2 separate regions of the Sus scrofa genome follow, and region 1 is linked to region 2. Evidence: chromatin contacts called from public HiChIP or PLAC-seq data. All regions are on one chromosome and are shown on one strand. Each heading gives the region's core, a stretch centred on a gene start, on an enhancer-like site or on the middle of the called end of the contact. The rest is flanking DNA. Distances are from core to core; before and after follow the strand shown.

What was found. HiChIP or PLAC-seq counts read pairs in DNA pulled down with a chosen protein or histone mark.
Region 1: a contact with region 2 is called in an H3K27ac HiChIP or PLAC-seq map of skeletal muscle, with 5 times the contacts expected there. The contact joins the promoter of RNF150 here to the enhancer-like site in region 2. A contact is called at or near these places in 7 of 47 Hi-C or Micro-C datasets (embryonic fibroblasts, mesenteric adipose tissue, omental adipose tissue and 2 more) and 1 of 2 datasets of contacts at active chromatin or transcription factors (skeletal muscle).

The regions. Positions count from the first base shown.
Region 1 is chr8:86,086,160-86,092,923 of Sscrofa11.1, forward strand. RNF150 (RING finger protein 150) reads left to right here and starts at 1,779. Exons shown (of 8, transcript XM_021101554.1): 1 at 1,779-3,023. The coding sequence starts at 2,525.
Region 2 is chr8:84,945,691-84,952,195 of Sscrofa11.1, forward strand. All of the region lies in intron 2 of INPP4B (type II inositol 3,4-bisphosphate 4-phosphatase), which reads left to right. Among named protein-coding and RNA genes, the nearest start is that of INPP4B, 140 kb to the left of the region's middle. Within about 2 kb of position 3,076, at least 1 of the 83 cell types and tissues checked has an H3K27ac peak or open chromatin away from gene starts, as enhancers often do. A contact at or near this core is called in skeletal muscle, where this site is marked.

The DNA of each region.
Region 1 (6,764 bases), core at 529-3,028, 1.1 Mb after region 2:
GAGCACTTCTTACAAGAGTTTCCAAGATCACTTCATACTTTCCCAACCCAAGCCCTAGAATCAGCCCTGGTTCCATTTAATGGAGAAGAGTACTTAGAAACCTAGATCTTCTGGCCACCCACTGTGCCCATTTTTTTCTAGCTTCTGAATGACAATAGCTCTGCGGTATATATATCATGATTTCACACTCATTTTGGATCCAATCTAACACCTCGAGGTTTTTAATAGCTTTCTATCATTCCATATTTGAATTTCCTTCTCCAGCACTAAGAAATCCAGCTCCCACGATATTTAATATTTCACTTATTTGCCCAGTGCCCCTGTAATTAATCAGTCTCCCAAGCAGGATGGAGATCAAGAATCTCCTTGATCCTTCCATCTCTTCAGCCTCTAACTTTTCCAAGGGAAGGAAAGGGCAGGGATAGTCATGCATTCTTAATGACACAGGTTCACCAAGTTTTGTGGCTGGAAGAAAATCACTAAGAGATAGAGAGATATGGGGAACCACTTTGGTTTGTGAGGCATCTGTACAAAACCTCACTGGGCTTTTTTAGGCAAAGGACACTTCCCTCAGATCTCTGGTGGTTCAGAAACGAGCAGCCAGGCAGTCTCCACTTTTACCTTCTTGGTTTTAGGCACTATAAAAAGCACTGTCCCAATTGCCTAGAAGCCTATTTTCTAAAATGACTAAGTTTAGGGAAACACACAAATCCAGCACATCCAATACCATAGGGACAAATTCCTCTAAGTGGTTCTTCTTGTGCCTGCTTCTAATTTGGGTACAGCTGGGAGTCTTTGCTCTCCCCTAACAGCTACCAGCTATTTGTACTGCTGCTGGAAAAAGAGCAGTTGTGCTGATGGACAGCCATTAACAGATTTCTGTAAACACACTAAAGTCCTGGGGAAAAGGTGGACGTTTGTTTTCATCATGAAGTGGGTCCTCGGAGTGCTCTGTGCCAGCTGGGAAGTAAAATGTGGGTGATTATGAACCATCAAGCAAATTGTTTTCGAGACTACAGGGCAGGTATCTCAAGCTAAGGAACATGACCGTGTGAAAAGATAACAACCAGTCAAACATTAGTTGGTAAAGACCTATGCTACATCACAGTTTTAAGAACACTACTCTAGAGGGGCTGTACGCTCTGTTGACTAGTTGTGATCTCTATGCCAGACTAGACAATACACTGTAGACAATAATAACCCAAACAAACCTGCTTTGCCTATTGATACTAAGTCCTCTGTTACCAGTCAGAACAACCAGAATAAGTAGTGAGGAAATATCTCACCTGATCTCTTTCCTTATAGAGTCAGAAAACACTCATTCTATAGGAAAACAAATGTCACATGCTTGCTGCCAGATGGTAAGAAAGAAGCCCATTTCTATACTCACCCTAATATAGAGTGGTTCCTAGATAAGCAGCGTCAGCATAACCGGGAAATTCATTAGAAAAGCAAATTCTGGAGCCCCACCCCAGAGATACGGAATGGGTAAAGGGGGCGCAGATGTACACTTCGACTTGACAGGCACTGTTCTAGATAGTCCGGGCCTGGTGCTGGAAAGAACCTCGCTACCAACTAGCCTTACCCGCTGGCCCTAGGACGGGTAATTAGGGAGCTCACCGCAGTTCCTCCTGCAGTTCGGAAAACTGACACACACATTTCTCTACTTTTACAGCGCAGGAAGCAAGAGGCGCTTCCTTTTTTGCCTCCACCTGGACCAAGTCGCTGATTGGTTTGAATTTGAGACCCGGCAGGGGTCGCTGCTGCCCATAGAGAGAGACCAAGGGAGCGTGGCACGCGAAGCCCAGTCTTTGACATCACACTAAGCTCCTCCTTGCACACACTAGACACACACACAAACATATACAGACACACACACACGCAGACGGCGTACTTCTCTCCGGCCGCTTGCTCCCGCTACCCGCGAGCCGGCCCCTCCCGAGGCAAGTGTGTGCCGGGCGCAGCCAGCAGCGCGGCTAGGAGCGGAGCGCCCTCAGCCAGAGGGACTCGCAGCAGTGTCGGCCGCCGCGCCCGGAGCGGGACCCGCTCGTCAGAGCGCTCAGCGTCAGCGGCCGGGACACCTTGGCGGCACCTCCGGCTGGAAGCAGCCGCCCCCGCCCCCGCCGGGGCTGCAGGACGCCAGGCCGCCACCCGGCACGCTGTTGGGCCCCCTGCCACCTCTACGAAAGCAGGAGAAGCCGGGCGAAGGAGCAAGACGCTCGGCAGCTGGACTCTGTCGCAAGCCCCTAGCGCCCCCTCATCCTGCGCCCTTTCGGCGCCCGCAAAGCGAGATGCAACCGCCGCGCTCCGGCTGAAAGGGGAAGGGGCCGCAGCCATCCGCTTGCCTGGAATCCGGTCCCCGCGGCGGCTGCGCGTCCCGGCCACGGCCCCTCGGGCCCAGGAGTGAGCAGGAGCGGTAGCAGGAGGAGGAGAAGCGGCCAGCCCGGGGTTGGCCAGGGCCAGGGAGGAGGGACGGCGCGGGGGGAGCGCGCGGGGGGCGGGGAGGGGGACCCGGCGGATAAAGATGGCAATGTCTCTCATCCAAGCGTGCCGCAGCCTGGCTCTCTCAACATGGCTGCTTTCCTTTTGTTTCGTGCATCTGCTCTGCCTGGACTTCACCGTGGCCGAGAAGGAGGAATGGTACACCGCCTTTGTGAACATCACCTACGCGGAGCCCGCGCCGGACCCCGGGGCTGGGGCGGCGGGCGGCGGCGGCGGCGGCGGATTCGCCGCGGAGCTGCACACGGAGAAGACCGAGTGCGGGCGCTACGGGGAGCACTCGCCCAAGCAGGACGCCCGCGGGGAGGTGGTCATGGCCAGCTCGGCCCACGACCGCCTGGCCTGCGACCCCAACACTAAGTTCGCCGCCCCGGCCCACGGCAAGAACTGGATAGCCCTCATCCCCAAGGGCAACTGCACCTACAGGGATAAGATCCGGAACGCCTTCCTGCAGAACGCCTCCGCCGTGGTTATCTTCAACGTGGGCTCCAACACCAACGAGACCATCACCATGTCCCACGCAGGTAAGAGGCTCGGCGGGCGCGGGGCGGGGGAGGGGAGCCCGAGAAGGATGGAGACGCCGAGAAGGACCCAGCGCCCGCCTCTCCCTCCTAGCTCCTTTCTGGAAAGTCTGTGCTTTGCGAAAGCCGCGTTTCTGTTCCTTGAACCTACTAAGTTTTGCTATGTGTTACTTCGTGGGGTCTCCAAAGAGTGGGCTAACTGCATGGGATGCGGGGAGGAACCAGAGAGTGTGTTCCATTTCGCCTTGTGCCACTCGGACCAGGCTTGGCCCAGGGGTGCTGGACTAACTTTTCCGAGTCCGATCTGGAAGGTGGGGGACGGGGGACAGAGCTCGGTTGTTGTTTTAGGCCAGTGACGGCCCGGCACCTGTTTGGAACCGGTAGATCTGATAACCCAGCTCTGCACTTGGGTTTGTGCATCAGGTATACTGCTGCCGGCGTGGCGTTTGTGTATCAGGAGGTGGGTAGGGTTACCAGCGCTGGCGCTTGCCACTGCTAACTTGCTCAAGTCGGGTTTCAGCTCTTCGTGGGAGATTAAGAGTAACCCCCGCCACCCACTGGGTTGACGCACGTCATAAATAATACTGAAAATCCTGTGCTCTGCCAGGCTGTCATCCGGAGAAGCTGACAGGCGGTCATGATGGTAAATAATAACAATCCCACAACAACCCAAGAAGAGCTGGTGGCCATAAAGTTATGCCGGCTTTTCCAGTATTGCATTATCTTTTGCCTGCTTAAATATGCTGAATGTTTTCTTTATGGCGAGAATGGAATTTTTTCTCAGGGTAGAAAGAATAAGCTTTTCCTAATGGTCGCAGGGTGCCTGGACTAGAAATCCATGACTGCCCTAAAACTCGCTGTCTCTCCCCGGGCCTGGTAGGAACAACAAGTCCTCTCCAGGCTTGTCAGCAGAAGCAGTTCGGTTCAGCAGCCTCACCTCAAGTCCAGGGTGGCTTGTTGCTTCAGTACCCCGGAGAACCTTGCCCTCTTTCCCCAGAGGAGTTGCTGGGTTGAGGCTGTGGCATCCGGAGGGAGGAGGAGAGAATAGAAGTTGCAGATGTGTTTTCTGACTGGAGTCTCCTAATCAAAAACATTATTAAAATCTAGCTTTTAAGATAAACAGTCATGCTATTGAAATGGAGTACCAAGCTTTGGCCACATGGGCGGGGTACTTGGGGGTACATTCCTAGAGCTCATGTCACCTATTAGGGAAATATAAGTTGATTTGCCTCTGGTCTTCAACACCAGCTGTTTTAGACAAGGAACTTGTGAGACCTAACTCAGACAGGTGGGGTGGGGGAAGTCCAATGCCAAGACATGGGCCAAAAACAATGCAGTGCATTAGTTATTGAAGAGGGGCAGAAGCAGTTAACTTCTTAGAATAGTTAGGATAGACATTGAGGAACGTTTGATACAGTTTCTTGAGTTTTGTAGGCAAGAGATGGTACTCTGATTTTGAGCCATAGAGCATGAATTAAACTTTATAATATTGAAGAATTTGGAGGTCTGTAGAAGAGCATTTTAAGACATGTAGAGTACCTTTGAAAACATATTTAGTATCTAAACTTCAGTGGGGGGAGTGTGAAGGAAGATTTTTCTGTTGTTGTTGTTCTTGAAACTCCAAGAAGATTGATAGCTGACTTTGCAGGATCCTTTGCATGTTTCTTTGAGCATAGGCGTGAAACCAAACTCACCGGCTTCGAACACAAAGTAAGAGGCATCGTTCATCCCTGTCTGAAAAGATTCTTCAGAACTGCCAACACATTGGATCAATTAATGGCTTGCCTGTGTTTACAGCAGTAAGCTGAATGTCCACAGAAATGGTGCTTGACTAAGATGTAGTGGGAATAAATAAAAGGCTTAGTAATAGTTTGAGAGTTAGAGAATTTCCTTGACATTTTTTCAGTCTGCTCCGTTTCCAAGAATGTGTTAATGCTATATCTGCTACTAGCCATGGAGCGTCCATATTATCATTTGACATATTGCCACATTAGGAGACTGGATTCACTTTAGTCAGATTGCATTGATTTCTGCTAAAGTCTCATTATAAGGAGATACATGACCCGGTTGCTTGGTGAACCTTTCACTTTTAACTTCTGCCTGAATCTGAAACGGCGCCAGCCCTGGTCTGGCTGTCTGTGCCTTATACTTAGCTCTAGAATGTGAGGGGTTTAGTTTTTCTAGTTGAATTTAGAAGTCTGACTCAAAATTTATCTTAGGAAAGGGTGTACATGTTAGGCGCTAATCACATATTCTTGTTTTGTGAATGTGGGATGCAGTCAGTGTACTCGAGGCTCCTTGCATTTGTGAACTTTTTATCTCAGTCTCTAAGTAAACATCAGCCTTTGCCTTAAAAAAAAATCTCGCTTCTTCTCTAGATCCTTTATTTTCAGAACTGAAAGCTTTCAGGTGAGGGGAAAGCCTGACTTCAGCGTTATGCACCCCTTCCTATAATTTCTTTTTTTTTCTCTTTTTGCTTTTTAGGGCTGCACCTTCGGCATATGGAGGTTCCTAGGCTAGGGGTCCAATCCGAGCTGTAGCCTCCGGCCTACACCACAGCCACAGCAACGCAGGATCCCAGCCGCATCTGCGACCTGCACCTCAGCTCACAGCAACACCAGGTATTCTTAGCCCACTGAGCGAAGCCAAGGATTGAACCCGAAACCTCATGATTGAAGTGGGATTCATTTCTGCTGTGCCACAACAGGAACTCCCCCTCCCTGTAATTTCTATGTTTTTGGGGTGATGTGACTCCAACACATCCACTGTCATGAAATTCAGTTAAATAGAAGTCATTTCCCCTTCGCCTTTCTGTATAGCCTTTCCGTCTGATTTTTCCTTTTCTGCTGATAATTTTGGGTTTCTGACACTTCTGCAATTATGGTTTCTCCTTCACCAAGACACAGATTCTCCTGGGATAGGCTAGTAGTTTTAGTTTGTAACCAGCTTTTAAAAATCTCTTTTAAAACATGCCCACATTATTGAATGAGAGGTCACATGTCATATAATCCACTCATTTAGAGGATACAATTTAATGGCTTTTATTCTACAGAGTTGTAGGACCTCACCACTGATTCCAAAAAAGAAATCCTAGCAGTCGCTCCTCATTATTGTCCAATCCCCCAGCTTCAGGTAACCACTAGTCTACTTTCTGTCTCTATTTGCCTATTCTGGATAGTTCATTTGAATGCAATCAAGTAATATGTGCTTTTCTGTGATTGGCCTCTTTCACTTGGTATGTTTTCAAGGTCTGATGATGCTGTAGCCTGTATTGGTAGTGCCTTCCTTTGTGTTGCCAAATAATATTTCATTGTATGCATATCCCAGATTTAAAATTCATCAGTTAGTGGACCTTTCAGCTCTTTCCACTTTGTGGTTATTGTGCATAACACTGCTGTGAACAGTCAGGTACAATGGTGTGTGTGTACATTTTCCCTGGGGTTCGTACCCAGGAGTGAAATTTCTGGGTCGTGTGGAAACTGTATGTTTAGGCTTTGGCAAGACTGCAAGATTGTTTTTCAAAAAAAGTCACCATTTCACATCCCCACCAGCAGTGTAGGAGGGTTCCCACCTCTCCACAGCCTCATCAACCCTTGTGGTCTCTCTTGGAGTTTGGCCATCCCAGAGGTTATGAAGCTGTGTCTTTGTTGCCCTTGCTGTTTGCATTTCCCTGATGACTAATAGTTGCTTTTTAACATATTCTTAATTCTCTGTCTGCTTTTCCTTTTCCTCCTTTCCTCCTTG
Region 2 (6,505 bases), core at 1,826-4,325:
GGTCAATTGTTATTTCATAGATAGGTTATTTGTGTCATATTTTAGATTCCACATATGTGATACCATATGGTATTTGTCTTTTTCTGTCTGACTGACTTCACTTAGTATGATAATCTCTAGGTCCATCCATGTTGCTGCAAATGGCATTATTTTATACTTCGTGACCGTGTGAGCATGTGTGTTTGTGGGTATGAATGTGAATTAACATATCCCAGCTCTATAAGCAAGTCTCTTTAGACCATGACCCTGAAAGTACCTAAATGCTAGGTGTGGAGTTTGGGGAAGGGCTCTGGTTATTTGGGAAGTTGAGATAAAATTAAGACTACTGAGGTTGGGGCAGAGCCTTTGGGAATTGGGGCAATTCCGTAATGGACTAGGCATTTTGGGGGACTCAGTTCTCTTAAGGCTTTAACAGATGTGTTGGTTTTCATTTCTCCAGTTTTGTAGCAGTAGCATTATTTTGGAAGGGGAAGCGAGTCACTGGAGGTAGAGTGGTGTGAGCAGAAGCAAATAATTTGTAGCATAGGATGTCTACTAGACTTTGCAAGACATATGTTTGTGGTACATCTATCCCCTCTCTCTGGATATACATTTGTGATACATTTAGCATTGAAAAAATTATGCCACTAGATGTCAGCAGCAACCTCCTAGGGTTCCCGTGGCCTTCATTTGTGATAAAATTGGTACTTTATTAGAACATCTTATCTGAGAATAGTAAGTACTTATTTTGAACATTCAGAATGAAAGTGGATTTTTTTCTGAGATATAAGAAGGAAGATTACAAACATCAAAAACTATTTAAACATTATTTTAAAACTGCTTTTTGTTCACAGGTGACAAGTTACTCTTACTTCCAGTATTCTCTCTACCAGTGAGATGGCATGAAGAAATAGGTGTGAGGCTGAGTAATTTGTCACAAATTGTACCTGATGCCAGAGCTTGACATTTCTGTTTTAATGCTTTATGATTCATTTATGTTGTGATTGCATGACTATTTGTGCTTTGGGCTTGTTTCATGCTGTTTTTGCAGAAGCATTTTTGGAGCAACAGCTTATCAGAAGGTGGTGTGGTATTAATTTTTCAGCACCCACATCTGTGCACTGTTTACTTAGTAATGTCTAAACTTTCCTGGATCAGTGCTCTGTTGTTACAAGCGACTCAGAATATTTTGATAGATGCCAAGGAGCATTATGGGTGTTTGCTCACCAGTTGACAAACAACCTAGAAATATGAAAAAAAAATGCTGTTTTCATGAATTGTGACACATAGAATTGTTTAGTCCCTAAAAGAGCAGGTAAAAGTATCTTAAATTTTTTTTCCAGAAAGTAATAAGAAAATTGTGATATCAGCCAATATTCAGTAGATACTAGTAATGTTTTTTTAAATAATGCAGTTATTATCTGGTCATGTCAGGTTCACATTACCAGAAATATTCAGACTAATCTGTTGGATTTTAGTCATCAGTTGGATCTCACTCTTAGGTGATTGACTATGAGTTTTTAAATGATTAGGAGAAAGGTAAAGTTGTTCCCCTTTCTCTTTTTTCGAAAAATTCTTTCAATGCATTTTTAAAAACACCTTTAAAAATGCCTTAGCAAAAGTTAGAAAAGACTTCCTCTTTTGTTGTTGTTGCACCTGTGGCATGCAGAAATTCCTGGGCTAGGGATCAAATTTGAGTCACAGTAGTGACAATGCTGAATCTTTACCCACTAGGCTACCAGGGAACTCCTAAAATTTCCTTTCCTGAAACCAGTTTTATCAAGGAAAATACTAATGTATATGTTATACCCTTATCACTTTTAAGATTTTTAAAAATTGTTTTAGTGGGTGCAGTGAGCAGACTAACTCAACTAGTACATAGGCTAAAGCAATACTTTCTTTCATATCAAAGTTGTTATATTTGAGAATTATTGTTTTGCTTTCATAAGATTATCAGTAGGTTTTGTATTTTCTGTATCTCTGTTTAGAACTGTTCTTGAAAAAAGAGTTAACCGGAGTTCCCATTGTGGCTCAGTGGTTAGTGAATCTGACTAGGAACCATGAGTTTGCGGGTTTGATCCCTGGCCTCACTCAGTGGATTAAGGATCTGGCATTGCTGTGGCTCTGGCATAAGCAGGCAGTGCAGCTCCCATTAGACCCCTAGCCTGGGAATCTCCATATGCTGCAGGTGCGGCCCTAAAAAGACAAAAAGACAAAAAAAAAAAAAAAAAGAGTTAACCAAGATTTTCTCCACGACTGTGATTGTTATTCTTTAATTATGTTAGTAGGTGATGAGGCAAACATTTGAAATCATGCTGCCATTACTTGGCCCATGTAATTTCCTGGCGCAGAGCAGATGCAGTGAGTAAGTGTGTTAATAAATGGAAGGTGTATTATTAGCCAGATGTTCAGTTAAGGCACTCCTGGCATTGAAGTTGGTGTGGAAGCACACAGCTTGCTAGCTCTGGAACAGCCATCCCATGTTTCCAGTACTTAACCCTCCAGAATAAGGTCAAGGCTGGTATGTGACCAGGGCACCTGTCCTCAGCCTGTGACTTTCTTCATCATTTGCAAATAGTTCAATGACACAGATGTATGTGAAGTATTTTGAGTTCGAGATGCTGCCAGTTTCAAACAAACTGTTTTAGCTCCACATTAAGAAACTACCTCCCACTTCCATATGCACCAGCGCGTTTCTCCTCAACATGTTCATTTGCCTGTGCGTTGATGCGGATTAAATTATACAGAGGGTCAAGTTCCCTTTGGGCGGTTCCAGACATCTGAACAACTCAGCCTGACATTCAATGACCACTTTGCTGCTGCTACTGCCGCTACTGCTGCTGCTGCTGCTGCATCCCGGATCCTTCCAACCTCATTTCCATCTGATTTCTCAGCCAGGAGTGACTTCAGAGCCCATACAACCTGGTTGATCCCCATGCCTGTGTGATTGACTTATCCCTACTTTGATGACTTGGCATTTACTGTTACTTCTCCCCTCCATTACTTCCTTATTCTTCATTTCAGAGAGCAGGATGTAGCAGGGACATTTCTCAGGAGCCAGATGGCCTGCATTCAAATCCCAGATTGCTGATTTATTATTAGCTTTTTGCCACCTGACCTTATGCAGGCTACTTCACCCATGGGATCTCATACTGCTGTCTTCTACAAAACTGTTAAAGAAATAGACTTAAATAATTAAGTGAGTTAGTAGTAACTTAGGATATTAACATTAACTTAAAATAGATACTGGCATATAGTTGGTGCTTAATTAACTATTAATTTCATTAAGGAAGTCTCAAACTTCACTTCCATAAAATTTAGTTTCAGCACACTTAGCATTCTTCATACAATGATTATTAACCTCATTGATCTGTATTTGCAGCTCTGCCTGTCCACCCTGCCAGTGCTTTTATATTTGACAGTCTACACAACTTGGTATACTATTGTCCACTTCAATAAAGTAAGAGAATAATACTTACCACAGGGTTATTCTGAAGGCAAAATTGGAGAACGAGGGTTATGACAAGATTGGTCATAACTATAATTTCATCCTGCTTTTGTTATGTATAAGAAATGGAACTAGGAGGCTTACTTACCTTGAGTGATCACATAACACTGTACATGTGTTTGGCGGGTGATGGCTGAGGAGGTGATGAATTCACCTTTAGAATTATTGAGGATGGCGAGATGGCAAAACGAAATCAAACAGGAATGGAAATATGGAACTGAGTTCAAAAGAGAAGTTACTACCTGAGATGGAGTTTGGAAAGTTATGGAATTTGCCTGAAGCTTTCTAAGAGGATGAACAACTCGTCTGAGGGAGTACAGACAGGGAAGGTTGTTCATGAAAGAATGCCACCCCGCATACACTCACCACACACACACACATACACACACACACTCACTGATGAGAGGAGTGAAGCTCATGATCATGTGCTTCTCCAGTTTTTGTAAAGATAAGGTGTATAATAATGTTTTCTTGGAGTTAATGCATTAAAATCCCACAGTTGAAAATAGCCTCAGACATAAAATTATTATGTCTGAAAATACTAGGACAGATAAAATTACTCTTGTTCCAACTTATTTTTTTAGGGCTGCACCTGCAGCATGTGGAAGTTCCTAAGCTAGGGATCCAATAGGAGCTACAGCTGCCAGCCTACACCACAGGCACAACAGTGCCAGATGCCACAGACTGGAGCTGTATCTGGGACCTACACCGCAGCTTGCAGCAACACCAGATCCCCAACCCACTGAGCAAGGCCAGGGATCGAACCCGCATCCTCAAGGATGCTAGTTGGGTTCTTAACCTGCTGAGCCACAACGGGAACTCCCTCTCTTGTCCCAACTTTTGAACTGATATAAATATCGCTAACAATGACAATTAATCATTTGATTAGAATGTTACTGTCTATTTTTCCTGAAAGAAGTTGGATGTTTGATCCAATTGGTGATACGGTAGCTGGGCGTAGATCAGATATTGATAGATCTTTGTACAGGATGTGTGAAGGGCTTGGAGATCATGATCGTGGAGCTCGTTTTTACTGCATTGGCAATAAACAACTCATTTTCCATTCTTAGGCTATGCTTAGCTTTTGAGGCTTGTTCTTACTAACTCGTTAAAATTATTAAAAACGTGGTAGATTGGTATTCTGTGTAAACTCTCACAAAACTTGTGGTAGACATCTCATTTTCTTCAGGAAGCTGGGAAACACATTCATTCTATGTGGTACTGGCAAATTATGGATAATAATAGAAACTATTTATTGACTGCTTATTTGATGCCGGGCACTGTTCTAAACACAGTGCGGAGCATTAGGGCCTGCTCTTATCTCTGTTTCAGTTTTGTCCTTCATACTGTGGAATAAACACCCAGTGAGCAAAGCTCATTGGCACAAGTCTGAAGATTGTCTGGGAGGTTTACGCGGCTCCTAGCTGGGTTCATTCAGGCCTCTGCAGGCAGCTGGAAACTCAGCCGTGGGCTCGTTTTGCTGATCTTGGCTGGGTTCTTTCATGTCTCTGTGATCTTGGCCAGGACAAACTGGCCGGTTTGGCTTTGCTGTATATGATCTCTGTTCCCTTAAGAGTCTAAACTGAGCTTGTCCTTCTAGTGGTATCAGAGCTCTGAGAGAAAAAGAGCAGAAATGCTAAAGAGTCAGAATGAACACAGAACCATTTCTCTTGGCCAGCTTGGAATAAGGAGATGGGAAAATAGACTCCACCACTGGATAAAAGGAGTCAACAAAATCACATTGCAGTTGGCTGGTTACAGGAGAGTGGAGAATCGGGGTCGTTTTTACCATCCATTTACCAGAATATCCATTCCAAATGTAGGAAAACTGAAATGCAGTGAGGTTAAATAACTTACTGCTGGGGTGGACTTGAGACCTTCAGCTGGCCTATTAGGGAACATCATTTCCCAGGACCCAAGACCCAGTGATTGAACAGGAGTAAATAAATTAATCTCAGCCCTTCCATGAAATTTGTTATGCAAGAGAAAGTGTCTTCCTTAAGTGTCAAAAATTATCAAGATGTTGACTTAGAGTTGCCAATAATCTTTCCTTCTGTCATTTGGAGAGGATAATGAGCCAGTTGAGGGGAAAAGGGAAAGACAGACAGACAGACAGACACACACACACACACACACACACACACACACACACACAGACAAGAAACAGAGAAGAATAAGTGAGTATCAGAAAGATGCAATTGTATTATTTGAGCCAATTGATCCAGCTGTGCTTGAAACTTTAAGCTTACTGGTTTCTTAATACATTTCTATTTTGTTATCAGTTTGGTCTGACCAAGGTTTCTATCCTTGGACGCCTAAACTAGTTTATCTATCAGTGATGGATTATTTTTCAAAAATGGCTGTAGCAATGTATCTAGTCTGCATGTTCCTCCCGAACCTCCTTGGCTCTCCCTACCAAGAAGTGAAGACTACTTTCCTTCCTCTTGAACTTGAGTGGCTTCGAGTCTGCCCTGATGACATAGCAGTACTGCAGAAGTGATGCTGTGGGATTCCCAAGGCAAGGTCGTATGGAGTAGACAGAATCCTCCTGACCTTCATTCTTCCTGGACCCTTCCCTTGGAACCCAGTCACTGTGTTGGGAGAAGCCTAGGTCTCGTGGAGTAGCCAAGGTGTTTTGGCGAGAGCCTCAGAGCCAATAGCCAGCATTGTCTGCCAGCCCTGTGAGGAAACATGCCTTTAGATGATCCCAGCTCTCAGCCTTGGGACATTTCCGGCCATGGTGAGTGGAACAGAGATGCGTTCTTCCCCATCCCCGCCATGGGTCCTGTGCAAGGTGCAGATTCATGAGTAAAACAAATGTCATTGATTCAAGGGATTAAATTTGGGGATAGCTCATTAGGCAGCTGTGGAAATAACTGCGGCCCTACCATTACATGCTTACCCTGTAGCTCCTTCTCAGGACTCTTTTTCTTACTAAAGCATATGCCAGACCCTGCCCCCACCCAGTGACTGCCATTCCACTTTGACCCATGCCTTTATTCAAACTTACTTTGACTT